Regions from separate parts of the Hordeum vulgare genome. Here region 1 is linked to region 2. The links are chromatin contacts, called in public Hi-C maps. All regions are on one chromosome and are shown on one strand. Each heading gives the region's core, a stretch centred on a gene start, on an enhancer-like site or on the middle of the called end of the contact. The rest is flanking DNA. Distances are from core to core; before and after follow the strand shown. Region 1 holds the start of LOC123445539 (two-component response regulator ORR4-like). Region 2 has its middle 9.9 kb from the start of LOC123442189.

Evidence for each region. Hi-C and Micro-C count contacts between places; a contact is called where the count stands out from the background.
Region 1: a contact with region 2 is called in a Hi-C map of seedling, with 4 times the contacts expected there. The contact joins the promoter of LOC123445539 here to the enhancer-like site in region 2. A contact is called at or near these places in 2 of 6 Hi-C or Micro-C datasets (leaf and seedling).

What each region holds. Positions count from the first base shown.
Region 1 is chr3H:599,148,070-599,152,503 of MorexV3_pseudomolecules_assembly, forward strand. It overlaps LOC123445539 (two-component response regulator ORR4-like), which reads right to left and starts at 1,428. Exons shown (of 5, transcript XM_045122529.1): 1 at 854-1,428; 2 at 625-746; 3 at 430-507; 4 at 253-323. The coding sequence starts at 959.
Region 2 is chr3H:599,084,790-599,089,347 of MorexV3_pseudomolecules_assembly, forward strand. No RefSeq gene overlaps it. Among protein-coding and RNA genes, the nearest start is that of LOC123442189, 9.9 kb to the left of the region's middle. Within about 2 kb of position 2,127, at least 3 of the 3 cell types and tissues checked have open chromatin away from gene starts, as enhancers often do. A contact at or near this core is called in leaf and seedling, where this site is marked.

The sequences.
Region 1 (4,434 bases), core at 178-2,677, 63 kb after region 2:
ACCACAGCCCCCTACCCCTACCCCTACCCCCATCTCATCATACAGTACATAAAAGGACCATGTACTGCACTGTTAAACCAGACACGAGAACAGTAAAAACAAATCATTCCCATTTACTACAACACGCCGATTTCATGAGCTAGTACTAGCTAGATCAACCATGGTGGCTAGGGTAAAAAGTATGGGCAGAAGTGAGCGGAGCAGAGCAGAGCATTCGTGGGGTGCATGAGTGAGTGAGGTTATGGTGCTGACCTGCTGATCCTGGCAGGCACATTCTCAGAGGACATGATCACCACCGGAATGTCCTTCAGTGAGGATGACCCCTGCACAACCCAGGATTAAGCAGCAACTTTTTGGGACCGAGATGCAGGGATGAATTGATGGATGGATGGTGGGATTGAAAGGGGGGGCTCTGCAAAATGGTTTTACCTTGACCCTCCTCAGCAGATCGTATCCTGTCATGCCCGGCATGCAGTAGTCAGTGATGATCAAATTCACGCCCACCTCCTGCCACAAAAAGGTTGACAGCATCACGTGGCCGGTTTCAGATCTCGTTCCATGGCGCAACCACCGAGAAGATGAGAAGAATGAATCGAGTATAGCTGATTTTGCTGCTGGCAGTACCTGATGGTGGTCGGGGGCGGAGGAGGAGGGAGGGGATGAGGATGAGGAGGATGAGGAGGAGGAGTCCTCGTCTCTCAATCCCAGCACCTCCAGCGCCTTGCTCCCGGAGTCCACCGTGGTCACTGCACGCGCCGCTCGCAGAGAAAAGAACCCGGCCGTGAGATTTGGGGAAGAAGAGCAGCAGAAAGAAGAACCCGGCAAGTTTCAACCTGGAAGAGGTTGGGCTCACCTTGGTAGGAGGAGGTCTTGAGCAGCATCTCGATGAGCTTCCGGTCGATGACGCTGTCGTCCACCGCCAGGACGTGGAACCGGGACTCGGCGTCCACCACCGTCATGGCGCGTCCAGGCAGGAAGAAGAGCCAATCCTGGCGCTCAGGCAGAGTGGAAGGAGGAGGAGGAGGGAAATCTCGCCGGTCACTCCGTCGCCGCCGTGGGGGAGAGGAGGAGAGGATTTGAGGGAGACGGTGGAAGTGCTGCGTTGGTGGCTAATGCGGCATCTCGGGGCTGGGAGGGAGGGCTACGGGGAGGATATAGGCGCGCTGGACGACATGATTCATTCACACCACACCATGGCAGCACCCACCACCGCCACCGCCACCGCCTCGGCCTCTTCTTCCCGGGAAAGCAGGATCCGACCAGATCACGGACCCGAATCTCCACAGCAAATCGCCTCCATGATTTCCCCTCCTTTACCTCCTCGTGGCCACTCTCTCTCTCTCTCCTCCTCTGTCTCGGTGGTGGTGGTGGGTTTGAGGAGAGCGCTCTCTTCTTTGGCTTTGGAAGCGGGCGGAGCAGCGCAAGCCGGTTGATTTCCTCTGCCATTTATCGGTGCCGTGCTCAGTGCGTCGTGGATCGGTCCCTCTGCTTTCTTCGAGATTCGTGCGGGCTGCCACGCCACGCCACGTCCCGTGCTACATACAGATTGCAGAGTCTCATTTTTACCGCCCGATGTGGCTTGAAACTCAACCACTCGTACCACTTCGTCCCAAAATAAGTGACTCAAAAATAATTTAATTTTATACTAACTTTAGTATAAAATAGAGTCATTTTTAAGTCACTTATTTTGAGACGGACCATCCCACAGACTGTCCCGCGATCCGTCCGGCTTCGATCTAGTGCCGAACGGACAACACCTCCGCGTTCAGCACACGTACACCTCAACGATGATCTCGGCCTTCTTGATCCAGCAAGCAAGACGGAGAAGTAGATGAATTTTATGGCAGCGTGACAGCGCTCCGATGGTGGTGAAGGATCTACTCCCGCAGGGCTCCGCCCAAGCTCCGCAGAAATACGATCTAGAGGTAAAACTATGGTGTCTAGATTTGAGTTGCACGCGGCAAAGTTGTCTGAAATCAGCCCTAAATCAACACTATATATAGGAGGGAGGGGAAGGAGGCTTGCCTTGAGGGCAAGGGTGCACCGGAAAGGGAGGAGGAGGAGTCCTACTCCAATCCTAGTCCAACTAGGATCGGAAAGTGGAGTCCTTCTCTTCCTTCCCACATTTCCTTTTTTTCTTTGGTTCTGTCTATGGCGCATAGGCCCTCTTGGGTTGTCCCACCAGCCCACTAAGGGCTGATGCGCCACCCATAGGTCCTTTGGGCTTCCTCCGGGAGGGTTGCCCCCCTCCCGGTGAACTTCCGGAACCCATTCGTCACTCCCGGTACATTCCCGGTAATGCCCGAAAACTTTCCGGTAACCAAATGAAGTCATCCTATATATCAATCTTCGTCTTTGGACCATTCCGGAAACCCTTGTGATGTCTGTGGTCTCATCCGGGACTCCGAACAACATTCAGTAACCACACATATAACTCAACTATACTAAAACATCGCCGAACCTTAAGTGTGCAGACCCTACGGGTTCGAGAACTATGTAGACATGCCCCGAGGTACTGCTCGGTCAATATCCAATAGAGAGACCTGGATGCCCATATTGGATCCTACATATTCTCCGAAGATATTATCGCTTGAACCTCAGTGTCAAGGATTCATATAATCCCGTATGTCATTCCCTTTGTCCTTCGGTATGTTACTTGCCCGAGATTCGATCGTCGGTATCCGCATACCTATTTCAATCTCGTTACCGGCAAGTCTCCTTACTCGTTTTGTAATACAAGATCCCGTGACTTACACTTAGTCACATTGCTTGCAAGGCTTGTGTGTGATGTCGTATTACCGAGTGGGCCCCGAGATACCTTTCCATCACACGGAGTGACAAATCCCAGTCTTGATCCATACTAATTCAACGGACACCTTCGAAGATACCTGTAGAACACATTTATAGTCACCCAGTTATGTTGTGACGTTTGATGCACACAAGGTATTCCTTCGGTGCCAGTGAGTTATATGATCTCATGGTCATAGGAACAAATACTTGACACGCAGAAAACTATAGCAATAAAACGACACGATTAATATGCTACGTTCATAGTTTGGGTCTAGTCCATTACATGATTCTCCTAATGATTTGATCCAGTTATCAAGCAACAACACTTTGCACATAGTCAGAAAACCTTGACTATCCTTGATCAATTGGCTAGCCAACTAGAGGCTTGCTAGGGACATTGTTGTGTCTATGTATCCACACATGTATCTATGTTTTCATTCAATACAATTATAGCATGGATAATAAATGATTATCTTTAAACAGCAAATATAATAATAACTATTTATCATTGCCTCTAGGGCATATTTCCAACATTTCCATCGTGTCATCGCAGAATCATCCCAGCTGTCGATGAACCATCGGAGAGGATGAATGCACCATCAATAGATAACACAACCTGGCCTTCTCATGAACTCAGCCATACAAGGGACTGCGTGGAATGCTATGTTGGACGTCCAAGTCCTGGAACATCGGCATCTTTCCATTGGTAATCGCATCAGTAGAAAATCTCCTGCACATGTTCAACGAGTTCATATAACTCTGAAGATAATCAGCAGTTACAGCCACTGATGGAAGATCTTTCCCATGCGCTAAATCTGAACGAAGGGACCAAATTCTCCATAACAGCATAATTGTGCAGTCCCGCATGGTATCATCACAACTAGCAAGTATGTTGAGCGGCCACTCCTGACCTGTATCCTACACCAATTCTTGTCTTGGAAATCTCCACACATTCCGCATCTATGACCAAACCCCTCTTGGATGCTGATGACCCACAAGTCTAGGGGATCAATCGTAGTCCTTTCGACAAGTAAGAGTGTCGAACCCAACGAGGAGCAGAAGGATCTGACAAGTGGTTTTCAGCAAGGTAAAATCTACAGGCACTGAAATTGTCGGTAACAAGTGATTGTGTGGTGAGATGATTCGTAGTAAGCAACAAGTAACAAAAGTAGCAACGATGCAGCAAAGTGGCCCAATCCCTTTTGTAGCAAGGGACAAGCCTGGATAAAGTCTTATAGGAGGAAAAACGCTCTAGAGGACACACGGGAATTTCTGTCATGCTAGTTTCATCATGTTCATATGATTCGCGTTTGTTACTTTGATAGTTTGATATGTGGGTGGACCGGCGCTTGGGCACTGCCCTTACTTGGACAAGCATCCCACTTATGATTAACCCCTCTCGCAAGCATACGCAACTACGAAAGAAGAATTAAGACAAAGTCTTACCATAGCATTAAAGTAGTGGATCCAAATCAGCCCCTTACGAAGCAACGCATAAACTGGGGTTTAAGCTTCTGTCACTCTAGCAACCCATCATCTACTTACTACTTCCCAATGCCTTCCTCTAGGCCCAAATAATGGTGAAGTGTTATGTAGTCGACGTTCACATAACACCACTAGAGGAAAAACAACATACAACACATC
Region 2 (4,558 bases), core at 877-3,376:
TACTTGAGTACTTATTCTGCTACACGCAGTTCGTGGCTAAGGACTTTCCTCACAAGGAATTTCCTCAGTGAGGAATTCATAAAAGTCGGCTATGCACCCCCTCTAGTCGATATAACGCACTTTCACCAAGGACCTCGATGGTAGGTGCGAAGACGCACTGTGTTCGACATTTAAGAAAATTTGCGGTAGGGCGCGTACCCCTACCGCCAAGGACCCTCAAGGTAGGAAAAGGGTTAGATCTTGAAATTTTTACCAACTAAGATCAGATCTAGATCAACTTACATACAAGGGTCAAAACACGAAATTTAGCCACCGCACTCTACTCCACATGGGGCAATGTATATGATGTGAACCAAGAGTTGGAGTATGCGTGTTTCTATTTACTCCTTTTGAGAAGGGCTCGGGTCTAGAATTTGCACGTCGGGCTTTTATAGGCCTGACCCAAGAAATGCCTTGTATAAGACCATCTACAGCTGGACCTCTCATATCCGTCACAGGGTAGGATATCCGGTCAGTGATCAGTCACAAAAACACGACCCAACCGGACCTCTCAAACCCGCCTCATACGCTCGAGGTGACGGGCATCCCTCATATCCAGCCCAAATATAGGATGGATAAGGGGTGCCCCGGTAACACCCGGGCACACCCGCGTGACAGGCCCGACACACCACCGATCCCACTGTTGTCCCAAAAAAAAACCACTTCGAGCGCCTCGCTCCGAACTCTAGCTCACTCTCCCTTTCCGAGCCTGATCCTATCGAGTAGAATGTCGCGTGCCGACAGCCGCTATGACGACTCTAACATCGACTCTAACGAGATGGCCCTCCACATCGCCTTGGAGCGGTCCAAGGTGGAGACACGTGATAACCCTGGATCTGGAGCTACGCCGCCACTCCCAATACGGCGGAGCACGGATGCCGGAGCTGGACCCTCCCGGTCCTCGCGAAGCTCCCAAAGGGATGCACAGTCTGCATCAGCCCCGCACCGTGTCTTCCACGCCCGGTGCTGCTCCACACGGTCAGCGTTGGGTCCTAGTGCCTGCTCTGCCGGCCAGCGCCCGCACGCACACTCCAAAATCGAAGGCGCGCTCCGCCCGCCATGAGAGGCAACGGGGCACTCTATGTGTCGCCACCGCGGGATGCCGACAGAGCCCCACGAGGATGAACGCCTCCTTGCATGGGTGTACCGCTGGTCCCTCACGAGAGCGGAGACAAACGCTCGACGCCTCCGACGAAAGAATGTGAAGGCGCTCCGGCTTGCTATTGAGCAGTCGGAGTGCGAGGTGAAGGAGGCAGCGGAGGAGAATGCCCGACTCGCGCAGTCGAAGCGGGAGCAGGACAGGACGGTAGAACGGATGGGGGGCTCATTGTCCTCATCGACGACAAACGACAACAACAGCTCCTCCTGCGACGACCAAGACCCTCCGCCAGCCGCGGACGGCTATAGTTGCGCCGATGATCCAAAGGAAAAAGGTCTAGCGAGGAAGTGATGATATGCCCCTCTCCCCTACGCATCGTTAATATAGTTTTTAGGTCATGATGAACTATGTCCTGCAAACTCGATGATGTTTTGGATGATGATGGATGTCCGTTTGTCGTAAATTTTGTGTTCGTTCGCTTCCGTTTTTTTTTCGATGTTTGATCACATAAATTATTTCGACGTGCATGTGTAGTATGAATATAAGGCACCGGATATGAGATATGTGGATGTGGAGACGAAAACTTAAGACATGAATGATCAGTGTCTGTCGATGCACCAAAAAGCGTCCACGAGACCGGATTTGCAAGATCGGGATGTGGATGCTCTAAGCTTGCTGTGAATTTGGCGATTGCACAGTCAGTCACGTCTCTGAGAAAGGAAAGAAACCCCACTCCAGTCCACATGCGCCGAAGGATATGATATGAACCAAAGACCAAGAAGATGCGTGGTCGATCCTCATCTACTAACTTTGCACAGAGCAGACACGCTGCTAAAAGGAACGACACAGTGTCTCTGGGTCAGACAGGACAGGTGACACCTCATGAGCAGAGAGCGGGAAGAAGACGGCATGGGTTATAGAGGATTATTCCTCCCTCTGCTTTCGCCGTTGTGGTGCCACGCCGTCGCCGCGGCCATGTGCGGCGATCTCGCGGTCTCCTTCTTCCCATACAGACGCTGTACGGGGCCACGCACGCCTCGATCGATCTCCTTGGGGCCGGACGCCGCAGCTTTTGTCTGCCCCGGGCGCGCCTTTCCGGTCGCCGTCGGTGACACCGGTCGACACGATCAACTTCCCGGGATCGACAGAGATCCTGCCTGCCTGCTCCTGCTCCTGCTCGGGGCTCGCCCCCGGCCGGCGTGGCGTGGAAGGTTCGTGCTCGGCTGCCAAATTCTCGCATGACCACTGTTCTCAGTTATCTAGATGCCCATATCGCTAACCAAGGTGGAAAAAGTCTGCCCATGCACACGTTGGTAGCAACTTATTCTCCTACCAGCTCATCTACTCCACGTGTCTAGTACTCCCTCTTTTCTGAATATAAGTTTTTTTAAAGCATCTACAGGACCCATATATCCTCCACAAGCTTTTGAAATGCATGCCCTCCCACTCAGTGAAACTTCATGGGCCAACCTGGCCATGGCTCCCTCAGCTCACAAGAAATTTATATATATTGCTTTGTATTAGGCCTATTTCTCCGTGAAAACTGCTGTAATAGTTATGTCCCTCCCCCCCCCCCCCCCCCCCACCCACACACACACACACACATATTAGGCTAAAGCTCCGCCTTTGCTTCCACTAAAAAAATGATTTAATCAGACCCTTCATTTCCTTTCTAAATGTTTGACTCGCCGGTACTTCTCAAATTCATCTTAAATTAAGAGATGATATAAGAGCTCACGGACGCGTCAGTATAACTTGGCCCCATCCTAGACCATATTTTCTTTTTCCTTATTCAATTTTCTTTCTCTCACTTCTTTTCCATCAATCAAGTTGAAGTCACCGGACATATGAAAAAAAAATGCAGCTACACGGACGAAAAATGTAAGGGTTCAAAACATACACGCTCAGTCACAGACCGGATGCGTTCGTGGGTGTGTAGGGGTTATTTTTGCTAAGTCCCATTGTAGATTATTTTAAAGATTACACTACGAACTACATACATATGTATACAGACATATTTTAAGGTGAAGATTCATTCATTTTGTTTAGTATGTAGTACGTAGTAGAAAAAAGTTAGACTTCATTTAGAAACGGAGAAAGTATTTCTGTTGCACTACTATTTGCATAATGGGTCTGAGTTATCATGTGCATTAGATTATACTTTCTTTATTCATAACTAGCAAAATGGTCCGTGCGTTGCCACGGAAGAAAAAAACAAAATCTTCAATGATGGTGACCATATTACGTTCGCATATCATCGCTTGATTTAAAAAATTTATGTACAAATGCAAGAAAATGTTTCTTTTTTTAAATTTATTAACAAGTTAAAGCAATCTTTACATTTTCAAAAAATATATATCATGGTTGTCAAAAATCTTGGTAACCCAAAGATTTATTCTGAATTTCAAGAATTTTTTTTAAAAAACATACAATAATAATCCGATCCATCCAACAGTTAATTCTTCAAAATTCACACAGGTATATTGTCACAAAGATTTAGAAGCATTAATGTTTAACTACATACATTAGATCATTCATGAACAATTTTACAAATATGGAAACAATTTTAAAATTGAGAACATTTTTTATCATTTACAAACATTTACTAAAAATCGTGAATATTTTTTATATTTCGAACGAGTTTAAATATTTTCTTTTGAATTGGCGACCAACTCAAGAAAAGACGAACATAATTTTTTCTGTTGGAGGATTTTATTTTAAATTCACAAACATTTTTTGAAACGCATGAAGTTTTTTTGAATAAACCAACATTTTTATAAGTCAGTAATATATTTATTAAATTCATGGACATTGTTTTGGAATTTGCAAAAAAATATAAAAATCCGGCGCTTTCTTGAATCCTATTTTTAATTCAAAATAAAAATTCGTCAGCATTTATATTCAAAATACCTATTTTTTAATATGCAAAAGTTTTGTAATTCTAAATTATTTAAATTATAAATAAACAAAAATGGAACAGAAAATTTTAAATAAAAAAAGAAACTATCAAAACAGGCATTAGCTATTTTCCAAATTTTATGACATTTTTTAAATGCATTAACTTATTTTGAATTAGACAGCATTTTCTTAAATACCTTTAATAATTTTTAATACATGAAATTGTATTTGAGATCATGGACTTTTCTAATTGTACAGACATTTTTCTAAAATTGCAAACATTTTATTGTATATGCGAGCATTTTTTACAAAACTCCGACCAGTTTTTGAAGTGACAAACATTTTAGTTTTTTAAATATGTTGATTTATAATTTTCAGTTTATCAAAAATTTAAAGATTATTTGAAGTTTTAAATTATTTAAAATAAAAAAATAAAACAGAACCGAAAATAAATAAATAAACGAAACTAAAAGCAGACGCCTGTGCATGAGCCGACCCATACGTTGTGCTGGATATTCTCCC